2 separate regions of the Sus scrofa genome follow, and region 1 is linked to region 2. The links are chromatin contacts, called in public Hi-C maps. All regions are on one chromosome and are shown on one strand. The core of a region is the stretch at or near the end of the contact, and the rest is flanking DNA. Distances in the headings are between cores, read along the strand shown.

Evidence for each region. Hi-C and Micro-C count contacts between places; a contact is called where the count stands out from the background.
Region 1: a contact with region 2 is called in a Hi-C map of omental adipose tissue, with 2.4 times the contacts expected there. The contact joins two enhancer-like sites. A contact is called at or near these places in 18 of 47 Hi-C or Micro-C datasets (adipose tissue, alveolar macrophages, blood and 12 more) and 2 of 2 datasets of contacts at active chromatin or transcription factors (alveolar macrophages and skeletal muscle).

The regions. Positions count from the first base shown.
Region 1 is chr15:135,535,949-135,539,266 of Sscrofa11.1, forward strand. All of the region lies in intron 1 of AGAP1 (arf-GAP with GTPase, ANK repeat and PH domain-containing protein 1), which reads left to right. Among named protein-coding and RNA genes, the nearest start is that of AGAP1, 95 kb to the left of the region's middle. Within about 2 kb of position 1,428, at least 9 of the 83 cell types and tissues checked have an H3K27ac peak or open chromatin away from gene starts, as enhancers often do. A contact at or near this core is called in adipose tissue, omental adipose tissue, retroperitoneal adipose tissue and 1 more, where this site is marked.
Region 2 is chr15:135,173,302-135,176,839 of Sscrofa11.1, forward strand. No RefSeq gene overlaps it. Among named protein-coding and RNA genes, the nearest start is that of SH3BP4, 170 kb to the left of the region's middle. Within about 2 kb of position 1,335, at least 19 of the 83 cell types and tissues checked have an H3K27ac peak or open chromatin away from gene starts, as enhancers often do. A contact at or near this core is called in adipose tissue, omental adipose tissue, retroperitoneal adipose tissue and 1 more, where this site is marked.

The DNA of each region.
Region 1 (3,318 bases), core at 178-2,677, 360 kb after region 2:
GAAACCGTGAGGTTGCGAGTTTGATCCCTGGCCTCGCTCAGTGGGTTAAGGATCTGGCCTTGCCGTGAGCTGTGGTGTAGGTTGCAAACACGGCACAGATCAGGGTTGCTGTGGCTGTGGTATAGGCTGGTAACTGTAGCTCTGATTGAACCCTTAGTCTGGGAACTTCCATGTGCTGTGGGTGCGCCCTAAAAGACAAAAAGTGAAAAAAAGAGAGAGATGGCTGTTCCCCTATGTTCATTGCAGCATGGTTGACAGTAGCCATGACATGGAAGCAACGTACCTACCCATGGATGGATGAATGGATAAAGAAAATGTGGTATATGCACAATGGAATATTATTCAGCCATGAAAAAGGAAGCCCTGCCTTTCGCAGAAACATGGATGAACCTGGAGGGCATTGTGCTGAGATCAGAAACAAATACAGTATGAACTCACTTGTATGTAGAGTCACAAAAAACTGAACTTGTGGAAACAGAACGGGTTGGCGGTTGCTAGGGCCGATTGGGGCGATGTTGGTTAAAGGGTACAGACCTTGAGCTGTTAGATGAGTGAGTCCTGGGATCGAATGTGTAGTGTGGGGGCTTACCAGTCCTGTATCCTGTGCTCCAAAGGTGTTAAGACAGTAGATCCTAAATGTTCTCACCGGGCAAAAAGGGCAACTGTGTGATGGATGGAGGTGCTGACTCCCCTGCTGTGTCATGGTTTTACAGTATCTGTGTGTATCGGATCACTGTATTATAAATGTTAAACTCACATTATCTGTCAATGATATCTCGATAAAGCCAGGGGAGAAGAAACTGGAGGGCCGCCTGTGGGCATCACTCCCACAGGATCCTTTAGGGACCTCACTTGTTCTGCCCGGCCACCCCTTGGCTGGCAGGCTTGGCTTCTCCTCTGAGATGAGAAGGCACCGCTCCCTAGGATACTCCACAAAAGGAGCACCGGCCTGCGGCTGGCACCTGCTGGAGTCGAGGTCAGGAAGATGGGGCGGGATCTTGTGGGTGGGTGGGGACAATGCCGTACCCGGGACACAGAGGCGGCAGAGGCCACAGTGGGCCAAGAAAGCGAGGAAAATCCATCTGTGTAACTGACTCAGGCCGGTGCCGGTGTCGAGCGGAGGTTTGGAAACGGGTGATTCTTCCGGACGACTTTTAAGAAAACGAATAGGCATAAATTGCAGCCACAGTAAACCTCAGGCTGCCAACCTCAGAGCGCTAGAAATAGCCCCCAGGGAGCGCCCCCACCCCTTTGTAGTCAGTTGGGTGTTATTCAGCAAATAAAGGTTCAAGTCCTGTGCCTCACATCCAGAAAAGCCACGAGAATGGAAATACTCTGTAACTCATTTGGCAGCAAAGCCAGACCTGCCTGATGACTTAACACAAGGCGGTGGTGGCCTCTGCTTACCCCTCTGCCTGTGACGACTGGCGTTTCTCTGCGCCTGGCTCTGGGCTGCCCCAGTAAGGGCGGGGCACGAGGTTACTTCTCTGTGGTCTCAAGTCCCCCCCTTGCCCGTGTGGCCATCCCACCTGCCGGCTGGTGGGCACATCATCTCAACTGGTGGGCACATCATCTTCTCAGCTGTTCAGGCCCCAAACCTGGGTAATGCACAGCACTCCCCTTGGTCTCACCATCCCCCCACATCTGGTCAGGCCAGGACAACCCCGCCCTGGTTCCCTCCTCCTGAAGCCCCTCCCACCGTCGCACCCCTCCTGCGGGGCCGGTCCCCTTGCTTTCACCCTTCCTGCAGGGGGCTGTTCTCAAGAGCTTCCAGGTGAGGTATAAAACTCATCCGTCACGTCGCTGCAGAGCTTTGCATATGCGCAGTGGCCTCTGTGTGCCCAGGACAGACGCCGGAGGCCCCACCAAGTCCCGGGAGCCCATCTGTCTTGCGCCTGCTCTTGAGCACAGAATGGTTTTTATGGTTAAGTTCTTGGGGAAAAAAAAAATCAAAAGACAAATATTTTGCAACATGTGAAGTTCACATTTCAGCATCTGCATTAAGTCACAGCCACGCCAGTGACTTAGGGACCTGCTGTGGTTCGTGTGGCGTCATCAGGGTTGTCTTTGAGACCGAGGCCTTCCGGACACCCTTGAGGGTTTCCTGGCCTGAAAAACCTCAGCTGTTTGCTGTCTGGGGCCTGACGGGAGAGCGGTGCCAGCCCTGCTCCAGCCTCCACTCCAGCCAGGCCGCCTCTTCCTCCCTGTGCCTGCTCTGGGCTTGGGCTCGGCTGTGCCCTCTGCCTGGAGAGCCCTTCCTCCTGCCCCGGTCCCTTCCTTCAAGTCTGGCTCCCCCTCCCTCCCAGCTCGGCACCGTGCTGGATCCCCCTCACCCACCCCACCCTCCGCAGCCCCTCCGGTCCTGGTTTCCAGCACCGTCCCTTTGGACACACTCACTGCGCGTGTTTCTCTGCTGCCGCGCTGCCGCTGGACTCTGAGTCCCGAGGACCCAGGTCTTTGCCTCTTTGGACCCAGACACCAAGATCAGAAAGGCTTTTCAGCCTCTTGGGGAATCTGGTTATAGCCCATAACAGCCTGCCCTGAGATCGGGCGCCCCCATTTTTGATGAAAGCAGAATTGGTTTTCATGAGCTCAGTTTCCTCCTCTAGTGGGGCGGGCTGGTGAGACGGCATTCCTGATGGGGAGGGAGTTCTCAACAGTTTGGAGACCAAGTCCTGCTTCGATGAGACCCTCAGCAGGGCTTGTGGTCTGAATGTCCAGTATCACATCCAGAATGAGCCTTTTTCTGGAAGAGAGAATTGGGCATCGCAGTGAATCTTGCAAATGACCGAGAGAATCACAGGCCAGTCCTAGGCGAGTGATAGCAGAAGCACTTACTGATGCCATGGAGTTTCAAAACAGGAAGCAGTGGAGTTCCCTGGTGGGTCAGCAGGTTAAAGAATCTGGTGTGGTCACTGCTGTGGCTGTGGCATGGGTTTGATCCCTGGCCCTGGCACTTCTGCATGGCATTGGTGCACTGCCCCCCTCCCCCCCAAAAAAACCCCCGAAAACCAAGAAGCAGCACTTTTGTTTTTTTCTTTTTACAGCCGCACCTGCAGCATACGGAAGTTCCCAGGTTAGGGGTCGAATGGGAGCAGCAGCTGCAGGTACACACCACAGCCGCAGCAATACCGGATCCAGGCTACATCTGTGCCCCATGCCACGGCTTGAGGCTATGCCAGATCCTTAACCCACTGAGCAAGGCCAGGGGTCAAATCCACATCCTCAGGGACACTATGTCGGGTTCTTAACCCACTGAGCCACAGCGGGAACGCCCCAGCAGCGCTTCTTACAATGTGTGCAGATCTATTCCCGTGC
Region 2 (3,538 bases), core at 85-2,584:
GTCTCAACCACCTCCCCCACACCCACCAAACCAGTCAGTGCTACATCCCTGTGGGTTCCACCCCAGGTCATTTCTGTAGACGTGCAGCTTCCACTTCCTGGCAGATCTGGACTCTCTCCTGTTCTACCCATTTCTGCTGATGCCCATCCAGTCCCAGGTACCACCTCCCTCACCTGGACCACAGCCATGACTTGCTGAACACCTCCTGTTTCCACGCCTGCCTCTCTCCTCTGGTCCCCTCTATACCAGGATCCAGAGGGATCTTTTGCAGACCGAGGCTGGATCACATCACCGCCCCACCCAAAGTCCATCAGTACTTTGAATGGCATCCTTGTTCTCATCAAGCACTTTTTTGCCGAGTCCTTCCCCACCTCCACCCTTCCCACCGATGCCCCCTAAGCCTGGAACATCTTTTCCCAGCTCTTCCCATGTCTGGGTTGTTTAGTCTTGATTACCCTGTGCCCAGCACACTCTTCAGCTCAATGGGAAGCTAGTGACCCTGCATCTTGATGGGACGAGCTGCAGAGTCATCTTGCAAAGGGTGAGAACACCAGGACGTGTGAAGGATGGTGGCCCTTGGTGGGAACGGTCTGACCCAGGGAAATGACCTCCCCAGAGACAGAAGGACCGGCCAGGTCCTGAACGCATTCTCGGTTGGCTGACAGCACCTCCTGGGTTCCCATAAGAAACGATTGAGTGGTTCCTCCCGGGATGGGAAGCACTTGCCCTTTGGGCAAGAGTCTATCGGCGTTGTGTCCCTGTGTGTCCCTGTGCAAGGCCACTGGAGAGGTCTGATAAACAGAGTGTCACAGCACCACAATCAGTGACACATCAAGCGACCACTCGTGCCAGCGTCCTTAGCCTGATGGTCAGGTCTGTCTACATCCCTCTAGCGACAGTGATTGACACCTGAAAGAGAAGTCCAGATTCCCACTGGATTTCAAAAAAAGGGCACCTTACACCCGGACCAAGTCAAAAATAAAAATATCTCTACAGACAATGCAAAGCTCACTGGGCACCAGTTAATGAAGTGCAGGAGCCCCTTTAAAATGCTGTCATGCTAAGAAGACCTGGCTTGAGGCAGTTACTGCACCATGTTGAAATACAGGAGGCTTGCTGCCCCCTTAGATGGCAGGGGACACTCCCAGGGCTGCGGGAGGCTGGAGGAGCCTGTGCTGGGGGAGGGGGTGGGGTGGGGCGGTGGGCACCCAGAGAGTGCCAGGGGCTCTCCTATTTTACCGCTGCCGCCGAGGCCAGGCATAAATCACAGGGTTTCCCAGGCAGTCACTAGATGTCACTGCAGGAAAAAATCTGACCAGAAAACAGATGCAAGATAGTCATGTTTTGGATCCTAAGGAAGTGGTTGCCGTGGCAACAGGGAGCACGTGAAAGAGCTTCCTCCTTCGTGAACAGCGTGCGGTTTCTGAGTGTGTCCCAGTCGGTGCCCCAAAGAGAAGACCCTGGAGCCAAAGCCCATGTGTGGGAACTGGATGATGCAGCACTGGGGTGCAGGATGGGGGCGGCGGGCAAAACTGGTGGAGGGGCGGGGCGGGGGGGGAAGCAGTGGGGGAGGGGGCGGAGACAGACCAACAGAGGGCTCTAGCAGGGGCGGTGTTCAGTAACCCGTCTTGATTCTGAGGCTGAACTGCAAAGGCACACAACCTCCAAGTGTTCACTATCCTGAGAAAGATGTGCTCTCTCGGCACATTCAACCACAGCTACAGAAATACTGAGAGCGGAGCCCAGGGACCAAGCCTGTGCCCCGATGACTTCTCCTCGGATGCTGAACCACTAGCACCGGGAGGAAGGAGGGGCTCGGAAACGGGTGGGGGCCAGAGGCCTCCAGCTCATCTGGTGCAGTCTCTCCTCTACTTTCTGCTTTCTGTCCACACCTCTCTGTGAAGAGAGAGAGGGGCCCTACCTCAAGACAGGGAGATGGGAGAATGAGAGAGAAGGTGGGTGGATGGAAGATAATGAGTGTTTTAACCTTCCAGGCAGCTCTTGGGATATATATACATATATATTTAATGTTATTGGGGAGTTCCTGTTGTGGCTCAGCAGTAATGAAACCAACTAGTATCCATGAGGATGCGGGTTCAATCCCTGGCCCCGCTTAGTGAGTTAAGGATCCAGCATTGCATGAGCTGTGGTGTAGGTCACAGATGCAGCTCAGATACTGCATTGCTGTGGCTGTGGTGTAGGCTGACAGCTAGAGCTCCAACTCAACCCCTAGCCTGGGAACCTCCATATGCCGTGGGTAGGGCCCTAAAAGAAAAGTTATTGGGGTATAGGTGATTTACTGTGTGATAATTTCTCCTGCAATTAATTTCTCCGTTAAACACGTATGTTTTCAGACGCTTTTCCCACATAGGTTATTTCAGAGCACTGAGTTGACCTCATGCTACACAGAAGGTCCTTGTTAGTTACCTCCTTTATATACAGTAGTGTGTATCTGCTAATCGCAACCTCACAATGCATCCCTTCCCCCCAAGGTTTCCCCTTATTTGATTTTGAAATCTGTGAGTTTATTTCTGTTTCATAAATAAGTTCTTTTTTTTTTTTTAATTTTATGGCCACAGTTAGAGTATATGGAAGTTCCCAGGATTGAACCTTAGCTGCAGATGTGACCTACACCTCAGCGGTGGCAACGGGGAATTCTTTTTTTTTTTTTTTTTTTTTTTTTTTGTATTTTTGCCATTTCTAGGGCCACTCCCGCGGCATATGGAGGTTCCCAGGCTAGGGGTCGAATCGGAGCTATAGCCACCAGCCTACACCACAGCCACAGCAACATGGGATCCGAGCCGTGTCTGCAAACTACACAACAGCTCATGGCAACACCGGATCCTTAACCCACTGAGCAAGGCCAGGGATCAAACCCACAACCTCATGGTTCCTAGTCAGATTCATTAACCACTGAGCCACGATGGGAACTCTGGCAAAAGGGGATTCTTTAACCCACTGCACTGGGCTGTGGATGGAACCCATGCCTCCACAGCAACCCGAGCTGCTGCAGTGGGTTCTTAACCCGCTGCATCACAAGGGGAACTCCAAGAAAGACGTTCTTTTGTATCACTTTATATTAGACCACATGTAAGTGATATCACATGATATTTTAAATGCCGCCAAAGTGGAATGATGGCAGGTAGAGCAGGTGCACACAAAGGTTGTATGGCCCTGCAGCTGGCACGCTCTGAACAAACTGGTAATAGGGTGAGTTCTTTGCCCCCTATTGCATGCCAACCCCCCCACCCCGTGCCTCTCTTGTCTCTTCCCTTTGCCCTCCCTCCCCCACCTCCTGAGGTGCCAGTGCCCTGGGACTGCCCTCTGGCTTTTCAAAAGGTCTACTGTACACCCAGTGTCCTGCCTCCCTCTGCACTGCTTCCCGGAACCCTGCTGAACACGGACAAGCCCTGAGGTGTAGCCCTTCAGGGGGATGGGAGTGGTTTAAAGGGCAGTTTCTTATCCAAATGCAAGCTATCTAATCAAGCAAGAGAATGGAGAATTCCAGAGGCACTCCACCCAGAGCTTCAAAACCAGG